2 separate regions of the Sus scrofa genome follow, and region 2 is linked to region 1. The links are chromatin contacts, called in public HiChIP or PLAC-seq maps. All regions are on one chromosome and are shown on one strand. Each heading gives the region's core, a stretch centred on a gene start, on an enhancer-like site or on the middle of the called end of the contact. The rest is flanking DNA. Distances are from core to core; before and after follow the strand shown.

Region 1 (4,792 bases), core at 1,395-3,894:
GCCACAAAGATGACACAATACACGGGTCCCCAGGCACCCGTGTCCACCCTGCCTTGCCCCAGCACCTGCAGGAAACTCACCAGGATGAAGTCTGTCTGGTAGGTGGACAGCATCAGCACGGACACGTGGTGCTCAGCCAGCGGTGCAATTACTGAGCGGGCAATCTTGGTGACCCCAGCAGCCTGCACTGCTGTGCCGCTGTGGGATGACACATTCAGCACTAGCCACGTGGCCTCGGCCACTTGTAGGAACTCAGACGTGGGCAGCTCTGTGGGGCAGGGGGACACACCCAGTCAGGGCCTGTAGGGCTGGCCCCTGGCCTCAGTTTCCCTGTCTGCGCTTTGGAGGGCTCTACCAAGGTAAGGTCCACTCTGGAAAATAGAGCTGTCCTCCTCCCCCAAGTTCTGCTCCTGAGACCTGCATATATGCAAAGACTGAGAAGTGCTTTGGGTGTTGGCCTGTCAGGGATTGAAACTTCCCAGTTAAAATGGAAGCTTGGAGTTCCCGTCGTGGCACAGTGGTTAATGAATCTGATTAGGAACCATGAGGTTGCAGGTTCGATTCCTGGCCTTGCTCTGTGGGTTAAGAATCTGGCGTTGCTGTGAGCTGTGGCATAGTTTGCAGACGCGGCTCAGATCCTGAGTTGCTGTGGCTCTGGCGCAGGCTGGTGGCTACAGCTCTGATTAGACCCCTAGCCTGGGAACTTCCATATGCTGCGGGAGTGGCCCTAGAAAAGGTAAAAAATAAAATAATAAAATAAAATTGGAGCTCAAAATTCAGACAGACCTGGGTTTTAATCCCAGCTTCATCATTTACTTTCTGTTGACCTGTGGCAAATGATTTAACTTCTGAGAGCCTGTTTCTCCTACAGAAACTGAGTATGTATGCACTGAGTATCAGAGGCCTTACACCATGTGGTACCACCAGGGGGAGCCAGCAGTCCAAGTTGGCTGGGAGATGCCTTCCTCGTTAGCAGACCCAGACTTTTCCGCAGCATAAATAGGGAAACTAAGTAGCCCTGTAGGGGAGGGAGGGAGCCCCAGCTGGCTGGCCAGAGACTCCAGGCCTGTAAGGATGGGTCAAGCTGGCAGGAGAGAAGCCAGATATCAGCTCCAGGGATCAGGGAGGGACCAGGCTGGTGTCCAGTCCAGCACATGGGCCACAGCCAAGGTGGCTGCTAATCGCCCAAACACAGCTAGGAGGCCCCGTAGGATCCTGCCCTGGGCTGGCTGCCGGCTCCTGCATTCCTTCCCCAACCCTCAGACTCTCGGAGTTCCCAGACCAGTCAGGGAGGGAGTGACCCACACCAGGGAGTGAAGCCCAAGGGGAAATAATGGGGTGGGGGGCAAGAACAGCCACAGAAGCCTGATTCTTGCCCCAGAGCTGTAACTGAGGCCCTGCTGCTGGTCTGTGGCTGCTAAATGCCCTTTACACACTGCCCCATTTATAAAACCCTCATGGGGCCAAATAGATCAGAACCGTAACTATATCCATTTTACATAAAACGAAATAAACAACTCAGAGAGGGGAAGTGACTTGATCAAGGGCACACAGCCAGTGAGTAGTGGAAATGGACTGGAACCCAGATCATCTGCCTTCAGGGCCCCAACTCTTGGTACATTAGATCCTAGCATTCTCTTAGAATCCTGCAAAAAGGGGAGGACAACCTCCTTCCCCTACTCACCCTCCCCAGCCCAGTCCCCACCTTTGAAGCCCTCCTCGTCCACCATGAGCGTGTAATCCTCAGGGGTCTCCGTCAGGCTGAAGAATTTGCACCTGGGTGGGGGCAGGGAGCATCTTCAGCCTGGGTGGGCGGAGGGGGCGGGCAGACACCCCCCACCCCGGCTGGGCGTCTCCCTGCCCCCTCCAGACTCAATTTCCTCCCCAGAACAGTGGGGCGTGGGCCCCATCTCCAGAATTGCGAACCGTTTTCCTCCGCCCAGATCTCTGCAGAAGCCCCTGCCCAGCATTCCAAGAGGAAGGAGAGGCTCACCCAAGGCGGCAGTCCCGGGCGTCCGAGCCCCCTTAGACCAGCCCCTCTGACCCGATGAGAGGCAGCTGGAAAAAGTTCTCCGAAGTTGCCAGGAAGAAATGCCCCCATGTGAAACCACTAGGAGTTAAGCACTGACCATCCCAGGCTGTCTGCGCCTTAACAAGCTCTGTGAGGGGGCCTCACGAGCCGGATAGGCGGCGGTCCCAGGGAGGGTAGGCCCAGGCCGGATGGCGGCGGTGGGGAGCGGGGGGCGGGGAGCGCTCTCCCTGTCTGCTCCCGCTGGCCCCGCGGAGGTCCTAATCTCCCGATCCCATCTCAGAGTGACAGTGCAGCCCACCCCCCTCTGTGCCCGGACCCGGACGCGCACCGGCTTCGGCGGGGCAGGAAGAGCAGCTTGATGAGTGGGTGAGTGTAGAGCCAGAGACCGGGCCGGGCGAGGCTCAGCACCCGCACCCGGTGCTCTAGGATGTGCAGCTCCATCGCGGTCCGCGCGGACCCGACCCCACGGCCAAACAGACCCAGGCCGTGCCGGGGGCGGGGCGGCGGGGGCGGTGCCGGGAGGTGCTTAAAGGAGCCGCTGCGCCGCAGAGTCCTAGCCGCCAGCCACGCCAGCTCCCTGACGGCCACGCCGCGCAGGACTGGGGGCCAATCCAGGGTGGCCACGCCTCCTTGTAACGCTAGAGACTCACTCCGCCCCTTATGGCCCCGCCCCTTCGGCATTGGCTCCGGAATCACCACCTAACCCCACCCCCGTCGCGTCCTCCAGGCCCCGCCCATGCCTCTCCCCCACTCCGGGCTCCGCCCTTTCCGCAGGACTCCCGCAGCTGCTCCGGAGAGCCCGGGGAGGCTTGGGGTCTTTTCTGCACTAAGGGCCTTCTGATTAAGTTCACCAAGGCTTGGGAGGGCCACAAGATGAACCGGGGCTCGGCTGTGACCAGAACACTGCTCCCAAATCCTTGAAACATGGGTGGGTAGGGGTCCACTGTGCAACCTAGGAGACGTTGTTGTTCTGTCCCAATAAAGGGTCCTGGCACCTTTCCCTCTCCTTCCTCTGATGGCTTAGCATGAGGCAGGGCCACCAGAACTGGCTGGGGTGGCAGTGAAAAAAGTTCCACAGCCCAGGATAGCACTGATACAAACCCCTCCAAGCTTTGTGAGCCCTGTGAGTGGGCTAACAAGATGAAACCCAACCTGAACTTGGTGGTCCCCACATCTGTTCCTCTCACCCACCTTTCAGAGTAGAAGGCTCCCCACCAGAATCAAAGATGGGGAGGGCCCCAGCTACCTCTGAGCAATACACTGTAGGGTAGGGAGCTGAAGGTAGTCTGGACTAACATTTGAGGCTTAAGACTTAAGTATTTGGGACAGGAATGCCCAAAGCTCAAACTTTGGGGGGCAGGGCCATGCATCCAGAGCCCAGTGTGTAGTCAGACTTAAAAGCCTACAGTCATTAGAACTTGGGCCTGAGCACATTTAAGCTTGTTTCATGTCCAAGGAGGCCCCCAGATCTGAAGCTTGTTAGTGCCACCTTGGGTTCATTTCAACATTAGGGCTGGGGTCTGCTCAGGCCTCTCAGGTTTGCAAAGACCCCAGTGCTGAGCAGACATCAGCACACCTAGGTTGGTTTCCCAGCAGGATGGGACATGTTCCAGGGGCCCTTGCCTGGCCTGCACATCCTCAGGCCTCAGATCCAAGGCTTTGAACCAAGCAGGTTAAAGCAGGCCTCAGGCCTGATTGGGTCCCAGCAGGCCTGAGCAGGCCTCCTACCTGCTGGGGCGGGCGGGCGTGGGGTGGGGGGTGGCGGCAATTGCACGCAGCTAGTAGTGGGGCAGCACCTTCCCTCCCTGGACTCACCAGTTTGGTGGGTTCTGCTGGAACACTGCAGCCACCACATCCTGGCCAGACCCCTAGAGGGCCAGGGGGTGGGAGGTGTCCTCAGGAGGCTGAGCCCCTCATCTGGTTGACGGCAGGTGTACATGGGGTAGGAAGCCACAGGGGTAAGGGGCAGGAGGTAGGAAGGGTGTGGTTTGCCCTGACAGATTCATGTGACCCTTGACCTCCTCAGGCCTCAGTATCCCCAGCTGTACCAGGACAAGATGTTCCAGGCTGAGGCCCTGAGATGCTTAAAAGCTCCCAGGGAGGCTCTAGTCCTGCCTCCCTGCTCCCCCATTGCCCAGCCCAGCTTGGTGGCCAGCCAAGAACAGTCACTATTGTTTGACTGGAAAAGCTGCTTCCTCAGCAGAAGGGGGGCCTCTCCCAGGGACACCCTGTCCTCACCCTTGCCAGTCATCAGCTATGACACTACTGCCAACTTGGGCCTTCAATGGCAAAGTCAGGAGAGGTAGTTGGGGGCTCTGGGTACAAATCTGGATCAGCTTCATTTTTCCCACTTAGCTCCTGTTTCCTTATCCATAAAAGGGGGACAATAATAAAACCTACCTGATCAGGCATGTGACACAACCAGCCCAGCCTGGCATATGCTACATGGCAGGTAGCCTTTCATCAAAGATACAGATTTGGCCCCACACCCCTTTGCTTTTGATGGAGGCCTGGGATGAGCATGTGAGGGCATTCATGATCCCTCACTCTTGGCACCAGCACCCAACCCAGAATGAATACTCATTACCTTATTGGGGTCCAAAATAGCATCCAGGCTAGACCTTAGAAGAGGAAGACCCTTAAAAGGACCTCCCTAAGGAACCCCTCCCCTTCGGTGATGGGCAGGGATCAAGGCCTGGGGAGCAGGCTCTGCTCTGCCCCAGCACTAGTGACCCTCATCCATGGCAGATGGTGAACATG
Region 2 (4,792 bases), core at 1,514-4,013, 35 kb after region 1:
ACTTTTCTGGGACAGCACTTGGGCCCCACTAGCCCTCAACCACGAGACTGGATTCAGCACAACCACTCTGAAACTTCTCATAACTTCCCCTCTTATGGCCTTGGGCAGAGACTTACTTTTGACTTTTTTTGAACCACAATATAAACTAAACAGGGAACATCCCAGGCCTTCAGATACCAGAGATTTTAGGTTAGCCAACAGAGTCAAGAAAGTGAGACAGGGAGAGAGGAAGGGACCTGGAATCCCACCTCAGCCCCAGCAGTATAGACACCAAGGATGCAGAGGGTGTCTGCAAAGCCTGGGTTTGTGGTTGGAGGGTGGGGAAGACAGATGTCTGGCTGCTTGGTTGGGGACTACAGCCAAAGGGAGGTCCTCCCCTGGGGCCTTTCTCTTTCTACAAATACCAGAGATACATGCTCACTTTCTCCTCAATTTCCAGATCTTTTGAAGGAAAAGGAAACTAACATTTTTTCTGGGCCACTACTTGAGCCAGGTACTGTGCTAGGCACCTTTGAATACTTTATCTCATTTAATCCCCACAGTAATCTTGGGAGTAGGTGATACTGTTACCCTTTACAGTGAGTAAACATGCTCAGAGATTCAGGATCTTACCCATGGTCACACAGCCAGTAAGTGTGACTTCTTGCTAAATTTGGCCTTTTTCCACTATATCACCCTGCTCTGTACCCTGAGATGTGATTAAGTGCCTGATAAGCATGGTAGGAATTCTTACCTCCCAGAATTCACCAGCAAATCTGAGCTCTTCCCTCCAAGCACCCACAAATGCAACTGTGAACTCCTTTCCCACTTTTTTAGACCTCATCCCTCCCAGGACCCTGAGCCCTTGTATCTGCTCCTCATTTCAAAAATATATTCCAATTCACCTTTGGGTTCTCTCATTCCAATCCCTAGGGAACTGTGACAAAGCTTTGAGTCAGGGTGAGGGATCAGAATAAGGGGTGCTCTCTGAGTCCTGGAATGGACAAGGCTTAGCTTGCTGTGAGTAAATGGAAAGAGGCTGGAGGACACAGTCCAGTGAGTAAAAGAGAACTCTCCTTAGAGGAGGGGAGAGGCCTGCATTTCTCTCTACCTCTCCAAATGAGAAAGAGGCCTGCTGAATATGAGGATTTGGACTAGGGAAAAATCCCAGAAGTGACCTTTATGGGACTGTTTGTGTGGGGTTGAAATCTTACACATGATCAAGGCCCTTCCATAAGTCATAACAGAGGCTGGAGAAGCTTGGGCAGTCACAAATGGTGAGAGAAGGGGAGGAAGGACCCTCTGGAGTAGGGTCATGGCTGAGTCCTGTGGGCTCCCACAAGTGATTGTATGGGGCTCTCTGTTGAAGAGGAGGCCCATTGCAAGGGAGATTTGTCAATTTTGTGCACAACATTGGTCTCATGTGACAGGACAGGAGGATGGGAGTGGGATCAAGAGTCCATCCTTCCTAAAGGGATCACCAACCCATACATATGATCTCTGTGAGGACTAGGCTCAAGGAGTTCTATGTGGCTGCTCAATTTACCCCACTTAAAGGGAAGGTGCTGCTTCCCTGCCCCACATTTCTCTGCCTGCCAGCTGGGTGCCTGGGTACAGGGGATCTGGGTGTGCTAAGAGCCTGGACCCTGCTGTCTCCTGCTGCTGCCCCCCCAACCCCAGTCTGTGTTTGGAGAGGAGGTGCATGTTTCCACACCATCCACAAAGACAGTCTATTCTGAAGATGAGGTACCATCACCTTGTGGGTACTGGAAAGGGGGAGTGTCTGCCCACCTGTTGCTAATGACAGGGAGAAATCTGCCTCTGAGGGGAGAGGGGAACACGCTCTGCTCTGACCCTTCCATGAGGGGAAGGGACTGTCTGTCCCAAAGAAGGAGGGAACTGACAAATATCAGTCTATTCAGAGGTCTGTGTGTCTTGAGGTGAGGGTCAGTCTGTCCTGGAATGTAGTGTGGGCAGAGAAGTCTGTCCCTCTGAAGTCTGCCTAAGGTATACCCCTGATATGAGGGTAGTGGGCTGCTAAAACAAGGGCATCTGCGGGTCGGGGGCGGGGCGGGGGGGCATGGAGAACATCGGCCTGTTGGGGGAAGGGCGGCCACCTGTGAGCCTGCCCAGGGTGGCAAAGTCAATCAACCCTAAGGCGAGGGTGGTAGTGATGGGGTTGGGACAGGTGTCAATCTGTCCGCAGTTGTGAGGAGAGCCCTTCCTGGGGGCGGGTCAGTCTGTCTGGAGGTGCGAGCAGGAGAGGTGAGGTTGGCCTGCGTGTCCCAGGCTCCAAAGTAGGCTCCAGGGTGAAAGCGGGTCAATCCGCCTGGGGGGAGGTGGGGGTGGGGCAAGGGAGATAAGGGTCGCTGGTTCCTGGTTGAGACACGTCGGTCCTTCCTGAGAGCGGCTCGGTCCGCGTCGAGGCCCTCCTCTCAGGTCCCGCGCCCGCCCCCGGCCCCGGGCCCCGGCCCCCAGCCATACTCACGCGCCCTCGGCGCCTTGCGAGCCCACGATGAAGCCGAACTTGTCGATGCGGCGCTCAGCGAAGCCGTTGGCCTCTGAGTCCGAGCCGAGAGAGCTGAGTTCATCGGCCGTTGCGGCGTCGGGGCCCGGGGCCAGGCTCTCTCGGGTCCCCGACAGGCTCCCCCTGGCTGCGGAAGCGCGCGGCCCGTTTTCTCCGCTGCTCTTCGCCATCCCGGCCGCGCCCGCTGCCTCAGCTTCAGCGGCCACCTCAGCCACCTCAGCCGCCTCAGCCGCCCGACTGCCGCCGACGCCCCGCCCACGTGCCGCGCCCATTGGTCGCAGCAAATCCGGGGGCGGGGCCCTAGGCCTTCCCCGGCGTTCCCTCCCCTCCACACCCAATGGGCGCCGTGGACCCCCAGGGCCCGCCCACCTCCCCCAGGCTGGCGCCAACCGGCCCGACGTGAGGGGGCGGGGCAGCCGTCTCCCGAAGCCCTTCCCCCCTGGGCTGCCAATCACGAGAGCTCACCTGAAAGAGCTCCTCTGGCCTTTCCGGGTTAGCCGCGACCCAGCCAGTCACCTGCAGCGCGGTGCCAGCTGAGGCCGAAGTCGTCCGTTGGGAATTCCGCATCTGCCTTCCAAGCACCCCCCACCCCCGCGAGACCCCAGGGACGTGAGTGAGGATTGCTTCACCCATTCGAGAAGCTCCGAGGAGACCCGCGGTGGTTCTGGGATTCTCCCAGCGACTCTCAGCGACTTAAAACCTAGGCCGAGCTGAAGTTCAGCAGTCCCCCACCCCAACTGCTTCTGGGGCTTTAAGTTAGGGAGACTGGGAGTTCCCTGATTAAGGATCTGGCGGGTTAAGGAACTGGCGTTGTCGCTGCTGTAGCGATCCCTGGCCCAGGAAATTTTGTTTGCCGCGGCCAGACCAAAAACAAACAAACAAACAAACAAACAAAAAAATAGGGAGACCTAGTTAATAAGAATAATGACCATTGTCTATTGAGCCACTCACTGCCCCAAGTTCTACCTACTATCTTTTGTAATTTGTATTTTTCCATCAGCCTTGAGAAAAATCACCTGTTTAAAGAGTATAATTCAATGTTTTAAGCATATTTATAAAGCTGTGCAACCATCACCATAATCTAACTTTAGAACATTTTCATCACCCCAAAAAGAAATTCCTATCCAGGGGTTTCTGTCTTGGCTCACCAGTTAACAAACTCAACTAGGATCCATGAGGATTTTATCCCTGGCCTCCTTCAGTGGGTTAAGGGATATCAACTCACAGAGTCATAATGATAGCTCCTCACTTAAGTACAGGTGAGCTGTGGTAAAGACTGCACACACGGCTCGAATTCTGCATTGCTGTGACCTATGCTGGCAGCTGTAACTCCAATTCAATCCCTAGCCTGGGAACTTCCATATGCCATGGGTTAGACATAAAGCAATTCCTATCCATTAGCAGTCAGTCACTCCCCATCCTTCCTCCCCCACTCCCTGGCAACTGCTAATTGTCTCCAAAGTTCTGTTTTTTTCTGGACATTTCATATAAATGAAATCATATGTATGTGGGCTTTGTGTCTGGCTTCTATCACCCCACATGTTTTCAAGAGTCATCCATGTTGTAGTATGTATCAATTCTTCATTCCTTTTCAAAGCCAAAAACTATTCCATTGTATGGACTTTTTTAATCCACTCATCTGTGGATGGACACTTTGTTTATACTTTTAGTGATTGTGAATAGTGATGCTATGAACACCTGGGTAGAAGTTTTTGTTTCGTTTTGTCTTTTTTTAGGGCCATACCTGCAGAATAATGAAGTTCCCAGGCTAGGGGTCTAATCCGAGCTGTAGCTGCTGGCCTACCGTGCAGCCACAGCAACTCGGCATCCCATCTGCAGACCAGCACCACAGCTCACCACAATGCCTGCTGATTCTTAAACCAGTGAGCGAGGCCAGGGATGGAACCCACATCCTCATGGATTCTAGTCGAGTTTGTTGCCACTGAGCAACACAGGAACTCCTATTGCATGTAATCTTTTAGCAATGAGTTAGATACTAATTTTAGCCCCGTTTTACAGTTAAAGAAACTGAGGTGCAGGGAAGTCAGCTGCCTGAAGTGCAAAAACTAGCTTGTGGGAGTTCCGTCGTGGCGCAGTGGTTAACGAATCCGACTAGGAACCATGAGGTTTCGGGTTCGGTCCCTGCTCTTGCTCAGTGGGTTAAGGATCCGGTGTTGCCGTGAGCTGTGGTGTAGGTTGCAGACGCGGCTCGGATCCCGCGTTGCTGTGGCTCTGGCGTAGATCAGTGGCTACAGCTCCGATTAGACCCCTAGCCTGGGAACCACC

The links. HiChIP or PLAC-seq counts read pairs in DNA pulled down with a chosen protein or histone mark.
Region 2: an H3K27ac HiChIP or PLAC-seq map of alveolar macrophages shows a contact between it and region 1. The contact joins the promoter of TBC1D10A here to the promoter of CASTOR1 in region 1. A contact is called at or near these places in 12 of 47 Hi-C or Micro-C datasets (alveolar macrophages, blood, epiblast stem cells and 8 more) and 2 of 2 datasets of contacts at active chromatin or transcription factors (alveolar macrophages and skeletal muscle).

The regions. Positions count from the first base shown.
Region 1 is chr14:47,264,085-47,268,876 of Sscrofa11.1, forward strand. It overlaps CASTOR1 (GATS-like protein 3), which reads right to left and starts at 2,645. Exons shown (of 7, transcript XM_021072302.1): 1 at 2,361-2,645; 2 at 1,706-1,776; 3 at 1-268. The coding sequence starts at 2,473.
Region 2 is chr14:47,298,777-47,303,568 of Sscrofa11.1, forward strand. TBC1D10A (TBC1 domain family member 10A) reads right to left here and starts at 2,764. Exons shown (of 9, transcript XM_021072299.1): 1 at 2,468-2,764. The coding sequence starts at 2,676.